Linked DNA regions of Ovis aries: region 2 is linked to region 1. A link is a contact called in public Hi-C data. All regions are on one chromosome and are shown on one strand. Each heading gives the region's core, a stretch centred on a gene start, on an enhancer-like site or on the middle of the called end of the contact. The rest is flanking DNA. Distances are from core to core; before and after follow the strand shown.

Region 1 (6,689 bases), core at 2,359-4,858:
GTCTTATTCCCATTAGTTGGGAAGTGCTTCTGTGAATACAGAGGAGAGCAGAGGCTATCTTGGAACAAGATACCCTTGGATGAAGTTTCAAGTCCTGAAATCTCTGGGCTGCTGGGTAAAGACTTGCCCTAATGGAAATGATTGTACTGTGGGTTTCAGACCCAAGCAGTCTTGCTTCTGATATGAATGATACCCACTAATACAGCTGATTGAGTCTCAGGATTGGGGCTCTTTTGTCTGGGTCCTTAGATGCTCAGCAGATTTTGGGTTTGCTGACAACAATCAAGAGGAGGTGGGTGGGATTCGCTCTATTGCAGCTAGTCTATAGAATTGGCTACCATGTTCTTCAACCTCAAGAAGGTGTGTGGGAGTCACATTCCAGGGGCAGTGGCAGCACGCAAGGCTATCCCTTTGCATACATGTAAGCATCCTAGGGGAATTCTTGGAATACTGAAGAGGAAATATCCATATACAAAGGAGACTGGGATTTCTGTTCATCTAAACTAGAGGATGGGCTTCCCAGGTGGCTCAGTGGTAAAGAATCTGCCTGCCAATGCAGGAGATGTACTTTTGATCCCTGGGTGGTGAAAGTCCCATGGAGGAGAAAATGCCAAGCCACTCTAGTATTCTTGCCTGGAGAATCTTGCGGACAGAGGAGCCCGGTGGGCTACAGTCTATGGGGCTGCATTAGATTGAGCCACCGAGCATGCACACCTGCAAACTGGAGGATACTGAGTGATGTTCTAGGGCAAATTACTCACAAACATACTGTGAAATAGCATACCCCAGATATATTCCTCATGGGATTTATAAAGTCACAAAATCTGCCTTACATTTGGATCCCCCTATTGTAAATTTCAAGGAGAAGAATGGTATCTGATGTCTAGGAACTGTGATCATCAACTTAATCCCCAAGCAGTAAAATGGCTTTGTGATTTGGCTCGAATTCCAGAATATTGATCACAATAAAAACATTACACATAAAGCAAACGTAGGTGGAATTTAACCTGAGTCTGGTAGGCGCTGGCCTGTGAGCAGTGAGTAAATGATGCCCACTGCCCAGTATACAATATGGCTTAATGGAGCTATGGAAAAGTGGCAAGTAATTAAAACCTATTTCTATTAATAACAATTAGGCATGAAATGCCCCCACAGAGAGGATATTTTCTGGACAGTTGGCCACAAAAGCTCAGAGACCTCTTTCACTAAACAACAAGCTGATATACTCCAATACATCCTCCAATAAATTTCTTCCTTCTTAGCTGTCTCCACTGAATCCCAACCTGAAGGTTTTATGCAGCAATCCATGATTCAAAGCATCCTCCTGCAAGCAAGTCACTAAAACAAAGACTTGTGGGACCTGGGAGAAGGAGGGAAGGGACAGCTGAAGACTTTGCCTACTGATAGCAGGGTTGAGCCTGTTCCCCACAGCCAGAGACGCATTGTAACCTGTTGTGCTCCACACCTTCACAAGCATGAGGAATAAGGCAAGCTTGTTTCCCAAGTTGACGAACGTTGATAGCAGCCATCCCAAATATGGAAAGGATTTACTTACTCAGTTCACTTCCTGGTATTACCAGGTACTGAAACTTGCAATTGACCTTGATGCAAGTTTTAAGTGGTGGTATATTTAACCTTTGTCTTTCACCCTTCACTTTCTTCCAGCCCTAATCCTCATTACAAACAATATGATGTGATTCCACTGTATGCTGAACACCTATATTTTGTGATAAGTGTAATGACAAATATACCCACTCCACTGAAAGTGTCCCATTGTGAAAATTAGGTCACACTTGGTGTATCTGTGTCATAAATACAAATGCTACCTGGGCATTGTTTTTAGGCAATATTACCGTTTTGTTTTTTTGTTTTGTTTTGTTTTGTTTTTTTTTGCTTGTCTTCATAAAGTCTTGATGACTTTCTGCCCTTATCTCCCCCTCAACAGTGTCACACTGAAGGATACATCCTCCAAACTGGAATTACTCTGCATTGCTCTGTTTCTTTCAAGATTGTCAGGGCTTCCAAGCTATGAAAACTTTTCATCTTCTCCCATCTTCCACTTCACTCCCAGAGTCTTTCCTTCTACCCCACAGCATCCTCCTCTCCCTGCCATCTTCCCTTGACATCTTGAACCTCCCTGCCTCTATCACAGCATGAAGGCTGAACTGTCATAGAAGCCTCACTCCAGCTTCCTGCCCCATGCAGCCACCATGGGAAACTCAGCTTCTTTTTACTCTATTTTCTCATGAAAAATTGACTTCTAACCTTGGTGGTAGGAGAAGCAAAGCACTCAAAGAGAGTTGTGGAAAGGAAGTGAGCCTTATTCAAGTTAGTAATTATTATCCTCTGATATTTATGTGGGATTTTAGGTGTTATTTTGCTGTTGATGTCTGTCTTTTCCTTTTGGGTTTGGGTTACCTTATTAGTGACTTTGTAACAATGATTAGGTTGTAGTTTTTCTCAGAATATTTGCCTTTTTATTAGTTTACCCTAAACCACATCATATGATAGGAGTACAAGATTTGTCCTATATAAATGTTTTCACACTAGTTTTGCCTCTGGATTGTCCTGGTTTAGAAAAGAATTGTAATTCTGTATCCTTTGGAAATCTCTCTCCCAACCTTGCCCCTCCTATCTGCTGCATCCCATGGTTGCTAGCTACACGATCAGGCTACATAATGCAAATCATTCCCTTAATGGCTATAGATTTCACATGGAGAACTCAAACATATGTTTCCCATTTTTCTCCCTTTTATGCTGCATACTTGTGCTGAATAGTTTTATTGGTAATGGGGGAAATGCCAGAATATTTACAGGATTATAGTCATGGGAGTGTGCTGTTATTTGGGCTATGTCTGGATAATGCCAACATAATCAATCAAAACGGAAACATTTGGTCAAATAAGCACTTTTTAAATGATTAGCATAATGCTAATAGCTTTGACTATTTAACCAGCCTCAGAGTTATTATGATGTGATACAGAATAGCCCAGCATTATAAAAATTTCTCTTTCTTAGAAGTGAAGAAATTTTGTTAGAATTTTTTGTAGTTGCACCATCCCTCAGGAAAACAGGATTCTACGTCTCTGCCACAAGGATTCTGGAACATGAGAAGGTTGCTTAACCATGCTGTGAATCAGCTTCCTCCTTCCTAAAATAAGTCTTCCTTAGTCTTATTTCTTTTTGGACACCTTTGAAAATATAATGAAATCTATCAACTCCCCCCTATAAATACACATAGGAAACTTGCAAACAACTTCAATAACATAATAACTTCAAACTCAAAACAGGGCTTTGCTAAGAACTCTTAGGACAGCTGGTCTTTAGTTAAGACTCGTTTGGTTTAGAATTTTACGACATCGTGAACTTTCTCTTTTGTAATGCTGAGGGACTCGTATCTCCCTGGGCAGTCCTCCAACACAAGCTCCCAGTGCCGTTTACGTGGGAGTTGTGGATATGCCTAAGTATGATGTCTGCTGCCACACCAGGAATGCTTTTGTATACACTGGCTTCTTTTGGTGAGGGGAACATTTTTAAGAGGCAAGATATAGTTTAGTCCTCCCTGACAACCAGCCAGGAGTGACTGACAAGCACCACCTTCTGGAGGAAACGGGTAGTAATGTCAGAGCAGATGATCCCTGACGCGGCTATGCTGCCCTTGGGTGGTGTGTTACTCCATATACTGACCCCATGCACTGCAGCCCACCAGGTGCCTCTTCCCCTGTGACTTCCCAGGTAAGAATACTGGAGCGCATAGCCATTCCCTTCTCCAGGGGATCTTTCCAACCAAGGGCTCAAACCTGGATCTCCTGCATTGCAGGCAGATTCTTTGCCATCTGAGTCACCAGGAAAGCCACCAGGAAGTTCTTGGGTGCTGCTAAGTCACTTCAGTGATGTCTGACTCTGTGCGACCCCATAGACGGCAACCCATCAGGCTCCACTGTCCCTGGGATTCTCCAGGTAAGAACACTGGAGTGGGTTGCCATTTCCTTCTCCCATGCAGGAAAGTGAAAAGTGAAAGCGAAGTCTCTCAGTCGTGTCCAACTCTTAGCGACCGCATGGACTGCAGCCCACCAGAATCCTCTGTCCATGGGATTTTCCAGGCAAGAGTACTGGAGTGGGGTGCCATTGCCTTCTCCAAAGTTCTTGAGTACGCAGGGCCAAATCTCTCCCTGCTTTCAGCCTCAGTCTTCTCCCACATTTCTTAAGTGATCTCATTTCCCTTTATTCTAACCAAGGATGAATCTATCTTTGGCTTTTGGGAGACTTAAAAAGGCTTTTTAAGTCTAAAACTTAATGCTGTTAAGTGGAAAAGTTCTACTTTTCATTAGAAATCTCACAGTAACAAAATTCAGATCATTTTAAGACACCGGGCTGTAGATTCATTAGAAGCTTTTGTCACGTGCCTTAAATATGACTTATTAAAATGTTAGTGAAGTGGTTTAAAGTACTAACCCAGAGTGAATAGGGAAGGTATTAAGAAAAGAACACATGCTCTTGGTAGATGTAACACTGAATAAAATAATGCTCCACCCTAGCCTCACACAAAATGAAGTGTCAAAAGATTATTTGGTTTAAAAAATATGTCTTAAATGTGCAAAATACGTTTTTTGTTAAGTAGTTAAACCTGCTTTTTCAAAAGTATGGTAACTCTTTATACATGCTTTGCATTTAGTTGTAAAATGTAAATTTTTAAAATAATAAGAATTGCCTCAAAATTGAACCAGTCATTAATATCTTCATTGTAATTCACAATTCCATGATTTTTACAGAACCCTTTTTGCCTCCAACTTTTTTCTTTGGTCCATTGGGGACAGACCAACGCTGATATGAAAACATTTGCTCTATAGGAATTCCTAAAGACATTCTAAAAGATTTGTTCCACTGCCAAATTGAAAGACCCTCTATCCTATTTAAATCTTTTAAAATTGTTTTTATTTTTCAATTTTTAAAATTAATTTCTTTATTTTAATTGGAGGCTAATTACTTTACACTATTGTAGTGGTTTTTGCCATACATTGACATGACTCAGCCACAGGCACACATGTGTTCCACATCCTGAACCCCCTTCCCACCAACCTCCCCATCCCATCCCTCAGGGTCATCCCAGTGCACCAGCCCTGTCCCATGCATCGAACCTGGACTGGCCGTCTGTTTCACATATGATAATATACATGTTTCAGTGCTATTCTCCCAAATCATCCCACCCTTGCCTTCTCCCAGAGAGTCTGAAAGACTGTTCTTTACATCTGTGTCTCTTTTGCTGTCTCACATATAGGGTCAGCGTTACCATCTTTCTATAAAATTTGTTTTTAATCTAGAAAAGCAGAATTATGTTTTGAGAGAAATGGTTCTTTTCTTCACAAAAAAAGCAAATTCTTACAAACTCACTTGTGATGCATCTTAGAAGGCTTTTGGGAGTTGAGTCAGCTAATGGAATATTCCTTTAGTCTGATCATATCCAAGAACTGGGCTGGTTTTCCAGGGACAGAAATTGAGTACAATAAAGTTTACTGTGGAGGAGTTATAGAAATGAACCCTCAGAAATATATAGGTTCTGAACACATTATGATGTTTCTCCTGGCGTTTTTAATGAAAAAGTAGGTGTTGATTGTTTACCTCCAGACAAAATTTCTGTCCTGTACCTAAAAATTCTCAGTCTGCCCAGTGCTGTGCTTCTCCCCAGGGACTATTATTCACTCTATAGAATTTATTTTTTTAACTTACTTTCCAGATGGACATGTGCATTATTTCATTAAAGCCAAATGTGGTTTATGAAATTTGAGTATAATAATTAATCATGCCAGTGAGATTACTTGGGTGAGGCAGACTGAGGGTATTTTCAGAGAAATCAATAATAAAAGTAGAAATGGGGGGGTACTTACTATATTTCAGGCACTTCTTATGTACAAATATATCGCAACTATAATCTTACCCAGTAAATATTATTCACTTTTAAAAAATTCGTCTCATGGAGAGGTGAAACTCTGAGAGCTATGAAATGGTAGAATATGAATCCAAGTGTGTCTGCTCTAGAGGTCACATACTTTCTGCAACACTGCCTCTTGAAGTAAAGCGTTCCAACCTGACAATCTTGCTGGCTTCCAAGTTGCATAGGTTCCCCACACCTGGTAACTGCAAAGTAGAGAATTATTAAAATTCTACATTGTTCATCCATGGGCAATATTTTATCTTTGAATAATATGCCTGTTGATAGATGGCAAGTGCTTTTACTCAGTACTATTTGTCAGCCACCTCAGATTTTTATAATTTTTTTAGCTGAAAAGTCTTAAGTGCCAACACACAGCAAGATATAGCCTGTCATATCCTTAGAAGTCCATTTATAACTAATTCTGTTAAAGTACAATGACAAAAAGAGAATCATAAGTGCAGCTAAACCAACAGGGTCTCATGATGAGACAATGACAAGAACAAGAATAATCTAAGACAAAGAACTGGTTCAAAAATAATGGAAACAAGTATAGAGATATTTCAAACCACTTTAGAGAAAGGGGTTAGAGAAAGGTAAACTCCAGCAGAAAGAAATCCCTATCCCACTTCTGTCATGTGAGCATCTGGGAAAAGTTGATCATTACTTCAGGGCAAATGGTGGAGGTTGCATTGTTTTAAAAAATAGAGACTCAGCCAAAGAAAAGGAAGTCTGCAGCCTGCCAACAACCAGTGCCCAG
Region 2 (7,488 bases), core at 4,354-6,853, 130 kb before region 1:
ATATCCAGGGCTTGTCTGGTGGCTCAGATGGTGAAGAATCTGTCTGCAATGCAGGAGACCGAGGTTCAATCCCTGGGTCAGGAAAATCCCCTGGAGAAGGGAATGGCAACCTACTCCAGCATTCTTGCCTGGAGAATTCCATGAACAGAGGAGCCTGGTTGGCTATAGTCCATGGGGTCGCAAAGAGCTGGACACAGCTGAGTGCTACACTTCACTTCATAGGAATATCCACTCTTTTTTAGATTCCTTTCCCATATAAGCCATTACAGAGTACTGAGTAGAGTTCCTTGTGCTATAGATAGGTCCTTGGTGATTACCTATTTTATTTATAGTAGCATTATAGGTCGGAGAAGGCAATGGCACCCCACTCCAGTACTCTTGCCTGGAAAATCCCATGGACGGAGGAACCTGGAAGGCTGCAGTCCATGGGGTCGCTGAGGGTTGGACACGACTGAGCAACTTCACTTTCACTTTTCACTTTGATGCATTGGAGAAGGAAATGGCAACCCACTCCAGTGTTCTTGCCTGGAGAATCCCAGGGACGGGGGAGCCTGGTGGGCTGCCGTTTATGGGGTTGCACAGAGTCGGACACGACTGAAGTGACTTAGCAGCAGCAGCAGCATTATAGGTCAATCCCAATCTCCCCATTTATCCTGCCCACCCTCCATACCCCCCCAGTAACTGTAAGTTTTTCTACATCTGTGACTCTATTTCCATTTTATAAATAAATTCATTTGTATCATTTTTTTAGATTCCATATATAAGTAATGTCATATGATATTTGTCTTTCTCTGTCTGACTTACTTCATTCATTCAGTATGACAGTCTCTTAGGTCTATCCATGTTGCTGCAAATGGCATTCTGTTCTTTTTCATTGTTTAGTGAAATTCCATTGTATATTGTACCACACCTCCTTTACATACTCCTCTGTCAATGGACATTTAGGCTGATTCCATGTCCTGGATACTGTAAACAGTGCTGCCATGAACACTGGAGTACATGTATCTTTTCAAATGATGTTTCCTTTTAGAGGGACTGAAATAACTTTAAGCAGCCATAAGACACCTGCTGGCAAATTGCCACTTGTGGTTGCTTTAATTGGTGTGTGCGCTGGGGGCAGCTAGAAGCATTTTCTACCTGAGGAGGATCCAGGGGATCTGTCAACATTAGGGATGCCTGACAAGGGAAATCCACAGCAACCAGATGAAAAGGGCATTTGGGTTCAAGAATCTGACAAAATTGGCTTATCACAGGTTGCATATGGGCCAAACTAAGTGGGGAGAAACTCCTTCCAACTCTCTGCCCTACCTGGGTGTATGACTCTCAGCAGATAGGACAATATTTGAATTAAAACTATTATCTCTAAGGCCTCAGAGAGGGCCTGCACATAGTAGGTGCAGAAAGAAAGGGGAGAGAGTCTCCTAATATCTGGTAGGAGGCTAAGCAGGATGTGAATGCCACTGAAAGAACAAAGTTCATGTCATCACTCTCTCTATGTAAGAGAAGTTACATGCCTCCTTTTCCCTCTAACATTCATAAAGTTCTAGAAGGGGAAAACTCTTCTCCAGAGTTAAACTGATAGCAGTTGGAAAAAATAAATGTAGCAAGAGGCATCAGACATGAATGATAAACCATTTTTGGTGGAAGTAGTCTATTCTTAGAATCCAAATAGTGTTTCATGACTGTGTTTAATTAACTCACACTTCACCTCACAAACAACATAATGGGATTCTAAATAATTCCCTTATGCCTTTTATCCACTATATATAAATCTTAATCTAAACTTGCCCTAAGATTTCATTACTGGATAAATTTGCAGTGTGATATTTTCTTAATCACAGGTTTTTCAAACCTGCGCATTTTAGTTAAATACACATATGTTTTGTTTCATTAAATAAAAATACAGTGATTGCTTCACAACAGACTTCATTTCAGGTAATTATATTTAATCTGATGAAAGGCAATGTTTATAAAGTTGCCATTCTTTGTGCACAGATAATTCAGTGATGATAAATGTCAGGGAATCTCATCTCCTTGGAAATGATGCATATGATTATTCATTTGTTCATTCAACAGATTTTACTGGGTAACTACTGTGTGTAAGGTATGATGCTATGTGTGCAGAGACAACAAACGGTAGAGTTTGAATTAAATATTTGAAACTATCTGAAGTGGTATTTATCTGCACATGTGAAGCATAGCCTCCAACTATAAACTGCCTACATTCTGTTTATTTCCTAGCCTTTGAAAAGCATGTGTCTTTTTTCTCTTAAAGAAAAAAAAGTCAATTTAGCCCTTTGGGAGCCCTATTTAAAATCTCCTTTGGTGGTCCCGTGACTCTCGAAGCTTGAGACAAGGAAGGGGTAAATAACCCAACATTCCTTTAAGGTTACCCATGCCCCCTCCCTGCCCAAATGGGTCTCCTTCCTAAATCCACCGGGAAGCAGTGGCTCTGTTCAGAATCTGGCTGGCTTCATGGGTGGTGAAAACTAAGGCGTGGGATGCCAGATCCACTGGGACTAAGAGCTGAAGCCAACCAACATCAGTGAAACAAAAAGATTTGCCTGTCTGGTGACCCAAAGCCAAGAAGTCTACAGCTAGGAATGATCCTGCACATTATTTGCTTCTGTATCCTTTTTTCAGATGACGAAATGAGACTCAGGGAAGGAGAGGATCCGTACCCAGATATCCGTGTAAGAAGTAGCTTAAAATCTAAACATAGCTCTTGTATCAAAGACCGAATCAGACTCACAGACCCCCATGTCTAAATCACTCTTATCCTGCATTAGGTCCAAACAGACTGGGAGAGGGGGTTGAGTGTTGGTGTTAATTATTGGTACCGTACCAGCTGTCCTGCCCACGAGGCATAACAAATACCACGATATATCTGGTAATTGGAGTCCATTAAGAACTAGGCTGTGTACAAATCTGACGATGGAAATGCCTGAAACAAGCATTACGTCTATCACCACCTTCCCTATAGTTTTGAGAGTGTGTGCAATCCTCAGCATAAAATCCGGTGAGGTCTTGGTTTTGCTACCCTTGGCGAGGCTCCAGGAAGAGCCCGACTCTCCAGGGAGAAACAAAATCAGCGCATCTTACTGCAGCCCTCGGAGCACCTGGCAACAACCGTGAGAGGCGCTCGCGCGAGACTTCTCACTTGCCTTTGTGCAGGGACTGCCTCTGGCGACCCTGTCAGTCTGGCCTCTTCCTTGTGCTCTCTAATCGCCTCAGTCCCTCCGGGGCTCCAGAGGTTACAGCCGGGGGCGGTGGGAAGCTCGCACAGCCCACAAGCATCTACGCGAGGCCCCTGCCAGCTGAGCACAGGGCCATCTCGCGGGCCTTCCCCGCCCGACAGTAAAGTCTGCGTGCTGGCACTTGCGCGCTCCTCCTCGCCAGTTTCACCCAGGATTTGGCTCGGTTCACCCGCAGCAGCCCAGCTCCCTGCTAAACTCCTAGACCTAAGCTCAGGGGCCTTCCCCGGGCCTTCCCGCTGTCTCCTCCTCCTTCTCCAGAGGCTACACCCTTCCTGGAAAAGGCACTCCTACGCCGCCAGGCACCGTAGCAGGGTCTGCGGGTCCCCGGGTTCCAGCCGGAGAGTCTAGGTGATGTTACCGCCCCCACCGCGCCTGACCCAGACTGAACCCCTAACATCTGCGCGGGGAAGCCTTCCCCTTCGCGGTGTAACCGGCCCTCCCTACAGCTGCGTGCCAGGTTGGTGCGTGAGTGCGTGGGAAGGCGATAACCCGGCCTTGAACCCCAGACACTAGAAAATAATTCACCGTGCCAATAATTCAACTGGATGGGAAGGTCACAGGCGAATAGGGCAGCCCGCAGCCTCGCACACTGGAGAGGGGTGATGCAATGGGTAGGAGGGAATGGCGTGGGCCGGAGGACACCAAGTGATCACGGGGGCGGGGGAGCTCAGAGCTGCAGGTCGGCACCGAGGCGGCGCGGGCGGCGGGCAGCTAGGAGAGGAGGCCCGGGGACCCCCGCCGGGTGCTGCCCGCGCAGCCAGCGCATTCCTGGCAATAGGCGTCACGAGCGCTGCGGGTGCTTGCGCGCCCCCTACTCTCTCCGCAAGCGCGGAATCCGCACGTAAGTGCGTGGCTTCGGGGGTTTTCTTCCACTGGCCACCACCCTCTGAGTGCTCCCAGTCTACCAGCCAAGCAGCAGGTTAGATCCTGGAGGGGCGCTCGCATCCTAGAGCCAGTTGATACCGACAAGGCGCACACATCCCCCCTAACATTTAGCTACCCTGGCCACCCCGAGAGGACTCGGGCACAGCTCCGCGGGCCAACCGCTCCCCGGACACCCGGCTACAAGCATTTTACATCCCGGGGTGACCCTTCGGGCACGGAGCTTCCTTTTCTTCCCACAGCTATTGCCCGACCCAATATCGTCCCCCCACCCCCATTCAGAAGGGGCAAAATTTTCATATATCAGGGAATCCCTCGTAAGAAGCAAAGTTAACGGAGGAACGCAGAACGGGCGCTGGCGGGTGCCGAGAGCGTGCCAGAAACGCGGGGCCCGGAGACCCTTTGCGCACCCCCTGAACGCCTGGAAACCCGCCCGAGCGCCACGCGGTCAGATGACTCTCTTACCCGAAGTGTCCCATAGGCTCAACTCTATTCTTTGTGTGTCGATTTCAAAACTGGCCGTGTAATTCTCAAACACTGTAGGGACGTAATTCTGGATAAAATGGACAGAAGTAAAGAGGGCAAAGAGGTTATCTTAAAATGCACGACAGCTGCAGAACACCCTCTGAAAATAGTCTCTTTACTCTCCCATTAAAAAACGAAGACCCCCCCCCCCTCAAATCCACACGCACCACATCTCACACTAAACACGCAGATCCTTTCCGAAAGCCCTAAGTTCCCTCTCACCCCACCCGGATTCTCCAAAAGTGGAGGATCCGAATCTCCCAATCCCAGATTCTGCACACATGACCGAACAAGTTTCAGAAGCTAACAGGAAAATGTGCAAGCGCATCCCAACCCCTCCACGCTTCCACCCCACTTTTCCTTTCCTGACAACTAACCGGGGCGAAAGTAATAAGCAGTGAGAAAGACGGCTGAAAAAAAAAAAGAAAGAAAGAAAGAGAGAGAGAGAGAACCGGGTGAAGGGTGAAAGCCAGGGAAACCCACCTCGAGACGGGGATCCCTTCCCCGCCGCCCGCCCGCAGCCCCCAGCCGGCCACACTCACTTCGGGGAAGCAGTCTTTGGCGAAGACGTGGAGTAGCGCGGTTTTCCCACACTGACTGTCTCCCACCACTACTATCTTGCATTTCACGTTCTGATTAGGATCCATGATAGATTTACTGGATAATTTCTGGCTGGCTCTTCTCTCCTTCATTGATCTTGTCTTATTTTCTCTTGAAACAGGAATTTTCACTTAAGAGGAAAAAAAAAAAAATATATATATATGTATATTTCTTTCTCTATTAAAAAGCAGATATAAAAATAAACCGCAAGGGTGGTGGGAACCCCTGAGGCGCCGCGCGGATGAGGAGAGCTAGAGGAGCAGGCTCGTTACTCTCCTCCAACAAGTTTTATGCCTGACTCCAAAGGCGCTTCCCAAGTCCAATTCCGATCCGACTGCTTTGTTTCACGCTCTCTGCGCGGCTTTATACGCCCGGCCTTCCAATCCTCTTTCTCAATGAGAGAAGGAAACTGATCCGCCTCCTCCCCTTTTATGGAACCTGGGAGACAGCGCCGTCTAGTTACTTGCAGAAAATGTAGACAGTGCGCCCTCTAGGGTGATCATGCGGGAACGATTTCCAGCCCAAAGCTCGGCGACGACTAGAGGACCCCAGTGACGCTGTGCTGAAGATTGGGACTGTACAAGTCCAGGAAGAAGTGGGGAATGGAATTGTCTGTGCATATTGATTTTTATTAGAATTTCTGGATAAACGTTTTCATGGGGGCTGCTCTACGGAAGCTTCGTGAGCATTTATGAAAACAAAAGCATTTCTTACCCAAAACATCGTTATGAAACACGGAAAGCAAATCTTGGGTGGGGAAGGGTTAAGTGCTTGTATTTTCTTAGGAAATGTTTTGCATCAGGTATTTAGGCCACGGAACAATAGCTAAGCCAGGTTGTTTGAGATGCCGGAACTGGCTTGCTGGGGTCACAGCAACAGACTGGCTTTGGAAACCTCTGTTTCAGTGACTCAGGAGGAGAGGGAAAGGTTTGGAAGAGAGGGGAGGGGAGGTTTGTGAGTAGAAGAAAAAAAAAGTGGAAGATGATCATAGCTGAGTAACAAAAGCCATTGGAAAACTCAATCCTACTACACTAGGGACCTAAGCATGCAAGGTTAGCGGTTGCCCCTGTTTCAGTGAGAAGAGGGGATAGGAGGGATTCTGACCCTGCCCTTTAATTCCTTTATAAGCAGTCTCCCCTTCCTTAAAACCAAAGCACCCTTGACTGGCCCGGAAAATGTGTATATGCTTAGCTGAAAAATGCAGGTACAACCCACCACTCCCTTTCCACTGCCTCAACATCCACCCCCACCCCCACCTGAAAGTCTGAGAGGACTAAAAATAGCCATATATTTGTTCTCTCTTCCCTCTAAAAGTCCTTCTTTACTCATCATTTCCTGTGCTCCAAGTGATCAGAAGGTTTCACCTATTTTTACAATTTTTTAATTGAGGTATAGCTGATTTAGAATATCATATAAATTTCAGGTGTACAACATAAAGATTCACAATTTTTGAAGATTACGCACCATTTATAGTTATTATAAAATATTGACTATCTTCCCTGTGCTGTACAATGTATTCTTGTAGCTTATTCAGTTTATACATAGTTGCTGGTATCTCTTAATGCTCTAACCCTTTCTTGCTCCTCCCAATTCCCTCTTCCCACTGGTAACCACTAGTTTGTTCTCTTTATCTTTGAGTCTGTTTCTTTTGTTATATTCACCAGTTTATTTTTTAGGTTTCTTATATAAGTGATATCATACAACATTTGTCTTTCTCTCCGACTTACTTCATTTAGTACAGTGTCCTCCAAGTCCATCCATGTTGTTACAACCGACAAAATTTGCAGAGGTTTTAGCTATTAAATTGTACTAAGGACATTAGCCAAAAAAAAAGTATAGGTTTCCCGATGGACATTTCTAGATTTGTAAATGAGAGGATAAGGTGAAAAACCAGAAAGTTCAGTATGGGGAGTGAAAAGGCACAATGAAAGATGGTTAAAAGCACAGATGTAAGTATCAACCCTAGGACCATGAAGCCTCAGGGATCTAAGGATTGTCTCTTCTTCATTTCAGAGCAAAGAAAACTGGAGCTCCCCAAAGGAAGACTAACTCAGACTCGGTGTGTAAGGCTGTGTTAATATACACAGAGAACTGACCTACGGAAAAAGGGATTGCTGGCCCTGCTCAGGTTCCTAAAGCAGTACTAGCCAAAGTCTGCTCTGCAGAAAGGGTCCTCACAAAAAGGGTCTTATGTCCCAGTGAGTGATGGAGACACTATGCCTGT

The links. Hi-C and Micro-C count contacts between places; a contact is called where the count stands out from the background.
Region 2: a contact with region 1 is called in a Hi-C map of tail adipose tissue, with 4 times the contacts expected there. The contact joins the promoter of RND3 here to the enhancer-like site in region 1. A contact is called at or near these places in 3 of 16 Hi-C or Micro-C datasets (liver, skin fibroblasts and tail adipose tissue).

What each region holds. Positions count from the first base shown.
Region 1 is chr2:158,931,755-158,938,443 of ARS-UI_Ramb_v3.0, reverse strand. No RefSeq gene overlaps it. Among named protein-coding and RNA genes, the nearest start is that of RND3, 130 kb to the left of the region's middle. Within about 2 kb of position 3,608, at least 9 of the 54 cell types and tissues checked have an H3K27ac peak or open chromatin away from gene starts, as enhancers often do. A contact at or near this core is called in liver and tail adipose tissue, where this site is marked.
Region 2 is chr2:159,059,607-159,067,094 of ARS-UI_Ramb_v3.0, reverse strand. RND3 (Rho family GTPase 3) reads right to left here and starts at 5,603. Exons shown (of 5, transcript XM_004004709.6): 1 at 5,207-5,603; 2 at 4,605-4,692. The coding sequence starts at 5,356.